2 separate regions of the Oryctolagus cuniculus genome follow, and region 2 is linked to region 1. Evidence: chromatin contacts called from public Hi-C data. All regions are on one chromosome and are shown on one strand. Each heading gives the region's core, a stretch centred on a gene start, on an enhancer-like site or on the middle of the called end of the contact. The rest is flanking DNA. Distances are from core to core; before and after follow the strand shown.

Evidence for each region. Hi-C and Micro-C count contacts between places; a contact is called where the count stands out from the background.
Region 2: a Hi-C map of embryonic fibroblasts shows a contact between it and region 1, with 6 times the contacts expected there. The contact joins the enhancer-like site here to the promoter of PPP2R5A in region 1. A contact is called at or near these places in 5 of 6 Hi-C or Micro-C datasets (ear pinna, embryonic fibroblasts, psoas muscle and 2 more).

The regions. Positions count from the first base shown.
Region 1 is chr13:26,785,813-26,790,922 of mOryCun1.1, forward strand. It overlaps PPP2R5A (protein phosphatase 2 regulatory subunit B'alpha), which reads left to right and starts at 2,038. Exons shown (of 12, transcript XM_017347800.3): 1 at 2,038-2,954. The coding sequence starts at 2,753.
Region 2 is chr13:26,931,222-26,936,239 of mOryCun1.1, forward strand. All of the region lies in intron 3 of PACC1 (proton activated chloride channel 1), which reads right to left. Among named protein-coding and RNA genes, the nearest start is that of NENF, 22 kb to the left of the region's middle. Within about 2 kb of position 2,085, at least 2 of the 8 cell types and tissues checked have an H3K27ac peak or open chromatin away from gene starts, as enhancers often do.

The DNA of each region.
Region 1 (5,110 bases), core at 788-3,287:
TAATATCCCAGAGGATTCTGGTGTGAGTGATCTAACAGGCACATTTTCAGAAACTTTGCTGTTGAGTACTAAAAATTGTATTATGTATTGCGTATCTGTCCTGTGCTCAGTGGGGGATACAGAAGTGTAAACTAACTAAGTAACTGAGTTTTCGTTCTCTTGGTGACAGTTAGAAATGCTCAGAGGAGAAGGGGCACGCTGCTATCTCCACGTGTGATGACAGGCCCCGTGAATGATGTGGATAATAAGTGCAAGAGGAAACAAAGAAGGGACTCTTCACTTCTGACCAGATTTTATGACCGGCTTCAGAAGTTGAGCTGGGGTTGGGAGAAAAGATTGGTCTCAACAAGATGGAGAGGGGCAGGAATGGACGGATTATTTCAAGCTGTTGGAACAGCAAAGACTAAGCGTCAAGGATGCACAATTATTTTTAGAAGATCACTATGCGCAATGATGTGACTGAAGCGAAGAAAAGAACTATGTAGACACAGAGTGTGGTGTACACCCCGCATAACCACTAGGAGTTTTACCGAATTTTGACTCTGTTCTGCAGGTGGTTGGTTACAAGTAGCTGTTTACGAGACCGATCAGGCAGTGAGCATGGAAGCCCTGAACCATACTTGGCGGTCGCCCGTGCAAATTGTGAGGAGGACCTGGTTTTCAACGTTTGGGAAGGCAGAGTCATCCTGATCCGGAGCCTGACTGGATGAGGGAGGTGTCAGGGACGCTGCTGAGGTGTGAATCTCCTTGGTGGGGGGTGGGGCGCTCATCGCAGGTCCGCCACCCAGCCAATCTGAAGGGTGAGCTGTTTGAGGACAGTATGTTTGGTCCTAGGTCTGGAGTTCACCTTCCTGCCACAAAGTTGGGGTCTTCCGGGCATGCACATCAGGTAGCTTTGCAGAACTCCATGGCCGCTATTTCCATTTCGTCAAAGGAAGAGCCGATGCTGGCGGGAGAGGATTGCAGGCGCGGGTAGGACGACGCAAAGGGAGACAGACGGCTCAGCTCACGTACGCTTTATTATGCATCATTATGTACAAAACACTGCCCAGGAAACTAAGAAATTTAAAACCTAGCATTTTCAAGGAAGGGATCTTAGTGGCAAGCCGCCAAGCCACAAACCACCGATCAGCGAACTCACGCTCGGCGCGCTGGACTAGCTGAAGGCCTCGCCTGAGGGGGTAAACAGTCGCGGGACACTAAGCTAGGAATGCGACACCTCTTGGCGGGTGGGGTGGGGGGGCGCTGACGTGCAGAGAACTCTGTCCAAACCAAGCAAACGGTGCCTGAAACACCCGAGCTACAAACTCACTCCCCAACTACCAAGTACGCGGTTTAGGGTCAGAGTGGCTCCAAGGCCCGCCCAAAGACTCCAGGACCTCACGCTGATTGGCCGAGTTCACGACCTCGCCTTCCCCGGGGATCTTCACCAGCCTATCACACCGTCCCACCGCCCACCCTGGTTTTTGCCCCGCCCCTTCGCAGTGACGCAACACCTGGCGCTCTTCCGGGCCCCCTAACTCCCTACCCGTCGCTTCAGCGCCTTATTGGCCAGCAGAGAGGCGAGGGGAGGGGAGGGAACTCTGTGTGCTCTCTGAACTGCCCCTCTAGTTTTCTGGTCTTCTCATAGGTTGTCAGGAGGCAATTATAGCCCGGGCCGTCGCGCAGGCGTGCGAAAGTACCCGCGGTGGAGGGGCACTTCCCCTCCCAAAAGAATTAGTTACGCGGCTGTGACGCAGACGGCACCCCGCTACCCACTCTCACTTCTGATTGGCCGCGACTGAAGCTCGTCACACGGCCACGCCCTACATCCCTGCCTCACCTCACCGCCTTCGGACACTTGATAGACCGCCCGGGAGGCCACGCCTCACAGGGTTCCTGCCGCTTAGCGCTCCGATTGGCTGAGGAGACTGGCATGCTTTCCCGCCCCCTGTCCTCTCCGGAGCATCCCGAGGCTGGCGGGGTCCCGCGGAAGTTGTCAGTCAAACCCCTCCCTCCCCGCCCTCCGCGAGGCCCCTCCCCGGGCCGCGCGCCCTCGTGCGCGCGCGCACACGCACACACTCCCGCCCTCTGCTTGTACCAACCACCTTCTCAAGTTGTAGCGGTCGCTCGCCGGGGGTTCTCCGTGGGCGGCCGACGGGCGCGTGGGGGAGGGGGCTCGGACTGCTGGGCGCAGCCGGCGGCGCGTGCGAGCCGAGGGCCCGGGCAGCGGGTCACCGCCCCGGGCGATGAGGGGCTGGCGCTGACAGGGGAGAGCGGGCACGGCGGCGGCGGTTCCGAGGGGACCCGCGACGGCAGCGCCCCGGAGGAGGCTCCCGGCGGGGAGGGCTGCGCTGGCAGCGGCCGCTGAGGTGCTAGCCGGCCGGCCGGCTGGTCAGCAGGACTGAGGGGACGAGGAGCGCGCCCGGCGTCCGCACCTCTGTGCCCTCGCCTCAGTTGTCCAAACTTCAGGCTGCTCCCCCTTCCACCCGCCCTCTGCGCCCGGAGTCAACAACTTCTTCAGCCCCGGAGCTCGCCGCGCGGCGGGGACCAGGAGCCTCCGGCGCTGAGATGTGGCCGTGAGGCGTTGGCGGGCGGCGAGGAGCAGCTCGGCGGCGCCCGGGAGCCGGACGGCGGTTTGGCCGGGGGTCCGGGGCGCAGGGCCGCGAGCTCTCCGCGCCTCTCCCCCGCCTCCTCCTCCTCGTGCCGTCGCCGCCGCGGCCCCGCGCGGTGCAAGCAGTAGCCGGAGCTGCCAGGCGCCAGGGCCGCGGAGATGTCGTCGTCGTCGTCGTCGCCTCCGCCGCCGCCGCCGCCGGCGGGGGCTGCCAGCGCCGCCATCTCGGCCTCGGAGAAAGTGGACGGCTTCACCCGGAAATCGGTGCGCAAGGCACAGAAGCAGAAGCGCTCCCAGGGCTCGTCGCAGTTCCGCAGCCAGGGCAGCCAGGCGGAGCTCTCCCCCTTGCCCCAGCTCAAAGGTAAGCTCCGAGGGCGCAGCCCCGGCCGGCGAGCGCTGGCGGCCGCAGAGCCATTTCCTCCCCCGGGGCTCGCGGAGTGCGCGCCGCGACCCCCGCCCGCCTGTAGTGCAAACGTGTAGGCTGCGGAGTGGTGCTTCTCGCGGCTCCCGGATTCACCCTAACTTCCCACCGGGGCGAGGCCAGCACCCTGCCCACCTGCGCGCTGGCTTAACCTGCGCTTCCGATTGGGGACTGCGTCCCGCGAGGTAGAATTCTTTCCTCTCCCTCACTCCTCTTTCTGTACCCATCTTGCCTCCGCGACCTGCCTTGCCTTCCTCCGGTTTCCAAGTCTCAGCCCCTGTCTGCGGCCCTCTTCCTCCACCTTTACTTTGGCTGTTACCGTCGGCGCCCACGCCGGTCTCCACTCCCCGCCCCATGGATTGTATTTGAGTCATCGGACCTGGAATCCAAATGCAAACAGCGGTTGAGAGTTCAGCTGGCCCTCACGTGCACGAGTTTGTTTGTTTGTTTGTTTGTTTTTAATAAGGAAAAAGCCTAAAAGTCGGACCGGTGTAGGATCTTATTTGTTGAATCGTTAGCTGAAAATACCCGATTGTTTGAGACGGTACAGAGGATCGATGTGAGGACGTGTAAGGGAGTCTGGTGTTGCTTTGCGGTGGAACGGGAACTTGGTTCCCGGGCAGTAATTCAGACTTTGTAGGTTTGTACAGTGATTCAAATTGGTATCCGTGCCTAATGCCTTGCAGAAGTGCTTGGCACTCTTTTTGGCTCACTTACTTTTCCCACTAGATTCAGAGGTTTTTCAGTAAGTTTTTTCTTTTTCTTTCTTTCTTTTTTTTTTTTTTTTTTGGTGTTCTAGTTTATTCATTGTGAATTACTAACTTTTAATTTTACAATTTCAATATCTGCGTTGTATGAGACAGAAGTCGTTATGGAGTCAGATGACAGTGCTCATAGACATCCAACAAAATTCTGCAACAAGAGAAACTTAATGGAAACCTGAATCATATGTTTTGTAAGGCTGGGAAATTAAAGAGATAAATGTTCAGATTTCTCAAACCATTTGAAAAAAGCTCCACAATCCCCTCAAGGCCAGTCTGGTTTCAATTTGTCTTTGGGCCTGTGAATCCAGCCTTAGCTTGGCAAGGAGTCTAAAGAAAACCCCAGATCAAATCACAGTTGACCTGCAGTAGTTCTGGAACCCCATTCAAACCCTACACTGCCCTGCCTTTTCGGGTGTTTCTAAATCAAGGACATCCCCCAGCCCAAATCAAACAGGCTTTTGAAAAGAGATTTTAAGACGCATTTAATCTGTGCATGTTACTTGATTGCTGTTTAGCATACAAAAATTGTTAAAATTTGCATAGGGTAGTCAGTGGTAGACCACAGTGGTAGGCATTGCCAAGACTTTAAAACTCTTGAGCCATGTCACAGTTATAAAAGAATATCATCTTTCCAACCAGGACATTGAATTGCTATTCATAGATTTTATATCTTACACTTAATTAAAACATCATGGTTACTTTTATACTGATTTTTTTTTCCATTAAATTATCAAATTATTTTTGCATTTCCAAGATTTGGTGCTAGCATTTTTTTCATGTTTATTTAGCTTGTTATTATAAATTATTTTGGTTCCTTTAGTATTGTACTCATTGATATATTCACTTTTTAATAGAAATAATTTAATACTAAACATATGGCTAGTTTTAACCAGGAGATGTAGCTTTGTATGTTTTGCTTGTAAAAGCCTGGGAAATATATGCATAGAGTCAGTCATCATCTAAGATATGTGGTATTTGGTTCAACAAGTTGAAGGTGCAGTATTTTATTTATAGTGTTTGGTTAGTAGTAGGAAAAAAATAAAATTGGAAATCTAGATTAATTTTAGATATTTGCATTAAAAAGCTATCATAAGGAAAGTTATGCTTGCAAGATAAACTTTTATTGAATAAAACAAGACCCTTTCTTGGGTTACTGGCTAAAAGGAAAAACTACTTTTACTTCAAATGCCAATATACTTGAAAAGTTATTTTCCTAAAAAAATCAGTTGCTTTGCTTGGTACTTTAGCAGTGTAGTTGCTATCACAGTGTTGTGTTTTTTCTGTCACTAGTAGTTTTTTCCATTAGTGGCCTTAAAAAAACAAAAAAAAAGT
Region 2 (5,018 bases), core at 835-3,334, 150 kb after region 1:
ATTAAAAGATGAGCTTATTTTGAGCATATTTTTTGAAACCCATAGTTTTTAATTACGAATTTTCCATGAACTTTTTGAAGTCCCCTAGTACAGGCTTAGGGTACTGAGCTGCATACATCACCCAGAAGGAGGCAGTGAGACCGAGGCCCTGCCAGGGGGGTCTTGTAGGATGAGAGGGGTGGCTGAAAACCACCCCGGAGACAGGGGGTGACAGTGATGCCCATGGGGAGTCCTGGTGAGCCATGGCTTGGACTCCTTGGGTGCATCTCCCCCATTTTTCTGGTGCTGCCACTCAGGGCCCTGGAGGAGAAGCTTTGACCTCAGCACTGGGGACCCAGTTCCCTAAAATGCACCTCCTGCTTTCCTCCCCAAGCCCTCTCACCTCCTGCCTTTCCCATGTAGCCATGACCCCCCCCCCCCAACTGGACCGTAAACCTCCCATCTCTACCACTCCTTCTAGACTCAAGGAGTTCCCTTCTGTGAAACAGAATTTATGGGAGGCCACTGATTTGGACTGAGTAGATCGATACAAAATACTAAGCTTTCACACCACCCAATCAAACCTTAAGCTATTCACTTTAAGATCTGACCTTCTGAGAAATCAGGAGAGAGATGACAGCCAGATCCCATTATGCCAACCTGATTCCTTTAAGGAAGGTAGCTTTGAAATGACCAGTCGACTTATGTCCTGCCTCTACTTTCACCAGCCTTTTCCTTTCTTTCCTTTCCCTTCCCTTTCCCTTTCCCTTCTTTTCTTTTCTTTTCTCTTTTCTCTCCCCTTCCTCTCTCCTCTCCTCTCCTCTCCTCTCCTCTCCTCTCCTCTCCTCTCCTCTCCTCTCCTCTCCTCTCCTCTCCTCTCCTCTCCTCTCCTCTCCTCTCCTCTTCTCTTCTCTTTTCTCTTCTCCAGGCAGAGTGGATAGTGACAGAGACAGGGAGAAAGGTCTTCCCTTTGCCGTTGGTTCACCCTCCAATGGCCACCATGGCTGGCGTGCTGCGGCCGGCGCACCGCGCTGATCTGAAGGCAGGAGCCAGGTGCCTCTCCTGCTCTCCCATGGGGTGCAGGGCCCAAGCACTTGCGCCATCCTCCACTGCCTTCCCGGGCCACAGCAGAGAGCTGGCCTGGAAGAGGGGCACCCGGGACAGAATCCGGCGCCCCGACCGGGACTAGAACCCGGTGTGCTGGTGCCACTAGGTGGAGGATTAGCCTGTTGAGCCGCGGCACCGGCCAGCTCACCAGCCTTTTCAACCTATGGAGCTCAGTTCCCCACCCAGCTCCTGGGGTTCTTGTCTGGTCACAGGCTGATTTAAGCAGGTGTCATGGCCTTGGGTCCCAGTTCCTCCACTTCCTGCCCAGAGCACCTGCTACTGTGCCTGGGGAGCAGCAAGTGAGGACTCACGTGCTTGGGTTCCTGCCACCCATTTGGGAGACCAGGATGGAGTTCCCGACCTCAGCCTGGTATAACCCGAGCTGTTGAGGGCATTTAGGGAGTGAACCAGCAGATGGAAGATCTCTATCTCTTTGTCTCTTCTTCTCTGTCACTCTTTCAAATAAATAAGTAAATCTTTTTAAAAAATTGCTAATAAAAGCCAGTCAGATCTGTAAAACACAACTTGTTGAATTTTGTTGCCATTTTCCACAACTTATCTGAATTCCACATGTTCATCCATCAACCAACCAGATATGTTTTCATGCTTACTATGTGTCCAGGACAACTGCACAGTTCTGGGGCTGGGAAGGGAGGAAGAAGCAAGAATTCGCCCAGCCCTTAAGGTTCCCCAAGGAGTAGGCAGCATGCAAAGTGGTTCCCCCAGGACAGGAGCTGGGGATCTGCAGGGACCCTCACCACAGGGTCAGAAAGACTTTTCCTGGAAATTTCCAGAGTCCGGTAGGGGTGGCCACCAGCAGCCACCTGCACAGCGCGACACTGCCCCCTGGTGTTCGGCTCCTGGAACTCTCCAGCAGCTGTTCAGTCAAGCCCAGAAGATCAAGTTCCCCTCAAGATCTTCTATTTTTGGTGCCCAGTGTTTCCATAATGAAATGCTAACAGGAGCAGCCAGATGGCTTCCCACAGGACCTTGCAAGCTGCACCGCTGAACTGTGTTCTCCAGCTTGCTGTTCCTCAGGGGCTAGATTTGCTCCTGGCTCCCAGGTGTCCTCCTCCGTTCCATATGGCCCCATGATAGGGTCCCAGGGCAGCGGCCATGTGTTGGCTGAGCTGAGCACCGAGCACGGCCTCACAGGGAAGCCGTGTGCGCATTCAGAGTGACGTGTTGGAAAGAACACTGGATCCAGGGTCAGGCGGCCTGGATACTCTCCCCACGTCAGCCACTAAGAGGGGGTGAGATAATGCTGACAGTAATAGCTGCATTTATTCAGGTTTTGCTCTGAGTCAGACGTAGCGCTGACAGCACGGCAGCCGTCGTCGACTTTGGTCCCCCCAATGAGCCTAAGCAGTGGGTTTCGTTATTATCTCTGTTTTATGGGTGAAGAAGTCAAGGCACAGAGGAGTTAAGAAGCTTCCCCAAGGAGTGGTAGAGCAGGACTTGAGCTTGTGTTCCTAGGAAGCCACTAAGCCACCTTGAACTATGGACTGGAGAGAATCAGAAGCTAGTGGTAGGGTCCAGAAATGCATATTTCTAGACAGTGCCCAGAGGGCTGAGGCGGAGCCACCTTTGGAATCCATGGGGTCCCAGCAGATCTAACGACCAATGAGCCCCGTGCCAGCCGAGCACTGGAGGTGAAGCTGTGGTGAGGGGAGAAGCCTGGGTTAGGGCCCTAATCCTCGTGGGTGTCTGGGCAGGAGTGTTTCGGAGGAGAGAGCAGCCATCTGGCACGCTGCCGCTGCCCCTGCCCCTGCCCCTGGGAGTGGTTTGTAGGCAAGGGGAGCACTTGCCGTCCTGTTTGTTAGGCCACACGCCCAACATAGACAATGTGTGTTATTAAAAATCTACGCATGGATTTCAAAGTCTTTTGTACTAAAATAAACCGATCTTTTAATTCCATGTTCCACAAGCTTTTTGATGTACCCACATACACCCATAAGTTATAGATCTATCATGTCAATCATCTCATCTCCTTTAGAACCATTATATAAATTTAGATGTAGTTAAAAGGTACACATTCATTGGGGGGAGGAGGGGAGTGCTCACAGCACTGGTTCACTCCCCAAATGGCCACAAAGGCCGGGGCTGGGCCTGGTTAAGACAGCAAGCAGAAGACTCAACCCAAGTCTCCCATGAGAGCAACAAGGACCCAGTTACTGTCCCTGTAAGTCATCACTGCTGCCTCCCAGGGTCCACAGTAGCAGGAAGCAGCAGTCAGGTACTGGAGCCAGGTACTGAATGTGTTCTGTGGACATCTCAGTCAACGTCTTAACTGCAAGGCTAAATGCCCACGCTTACATGTATTCTTGGTTCATTTGACAAATACTTGAGATCTGCAAGGTGCCAGGCCTGAGGCTGCTGTGTGGGGGAAGCTGGCAGGACCCCGCCCTTGTGAGCCAGCTCTCTAGGGTAGAAGGCCGGCAATCCATGAGCCACAAACAAGCAAACACACACACAAAACATCACACACCCCTCGACACGACTCTCAAGGAAGTGACAGTGCAGTGCTGAACAGTAGGGTGGCAGAGGGACCTGATCAGACCGAATGGGCTGGCACTAAACGGAGACGAGAGAAGACTTCTAGCTCGTACCCGCCGTGAGTTACTGAGTGCCATCGTGTTTGCTGTGTGCAGCTTCTCCGGAGTCCTCTCCGGGACAGCGGGGTGGCCCTTGTTTCCTGTGTGGATGCCGAGGGGTCCCTGCAGAGCTAAACCCGGAGCTTCCTTTGCACAGAAAGGTCTCAGACCATCATGTCTGGGGATGAAGTAGTGATGCAGGCCAGGGGCTACGGCTCGGAGTCAAGGTGGTCTTACCACAGTCAGGGCCGTGAGGCTTGGCTGGCTTGCCTGGCCTGCTGGGAGGATGCCTGTGGCCCAGGGGTGCATGTGTGCACACGCGTGTGTGACAGCAGTCCCCAGCTCCTCTGTGTGCTAGTCTTTCTTCTGTTCCCCATTGGGGACCCAGCAAACCACGTCTGGCTTTGCCAGCTGCTCCCTGTTGGACTGGGCCAGGGGGAGGTGGAGACTGGAAAGCTGGAGGGGTGTGCTGCCCCCTCCTGGTTCCTCACTTCCCAGTGCGGTGCTTCTTCACCCCACAGCAGCAGCTAAATCCAGTTTACACTTCTCCCAGTGCTTGCAGGACCAACTTCAGGACTCCCCACTTACAGCGAAGAGCTGGAGATGGCGTCTACGAGGTGGGTGGGCCACCAGGCAGGGTCACGGCCACTACTGCCCTCACGTCCACTTCTTTCATCCAGCTCTTCAGGTTCTGTGTGGGGGTGGGGAAGCACTGTTTCTTACTTCCTTTTTAAAACTTCAGGGGGCCTGCGCTGTGGCGCAGTGGGTTAAAGCCCTGGCCTGAAGCGCCGGCATCCCATATGGACACCGGTTCTAGTCCCGGCTGCTCCTCTTCCAATCCAGCTCTCTGCTATGGCCTGGGAAAACAGTAGAAGATGGCCCAAGTCCTTGGGCCCCTGCACCCATGTGGGAGACCGGAAAAAGCTCCTGGCTTCGAATCAGTGCAGCTCTGGCCATTGTAGCCATCTGGGGAGTGAACCAGCAGATGGAAGACCTGTCTCTCTCTCTCTCTCTTTCTGCCTCTCTCTGTAACTCTTTCAAATAAATAAATTAAAAAAAAAAAAACACAACAGAAAAGTTCGATCATTTTTAAAGCTCTGCTGAGGTATGACTGACATACAGAAAACCGCCCACATTTAAAGGGGTGTTGAGCTTGGACTTGGGCATCCCCCTGGGACATCACCAGCACAGTCAGAGACTGACCATGCCCCTCACCTCCAGGAGTTTCCTCCTGTGCCACCAGGCGCCCTGTGGCCTGTGGTCAGAACACTCAGCACGAGTGCTGTCCTCAGGCCACGCTGGGAACTGTAGGTGCCACGGCTCACCGACTCACTAATC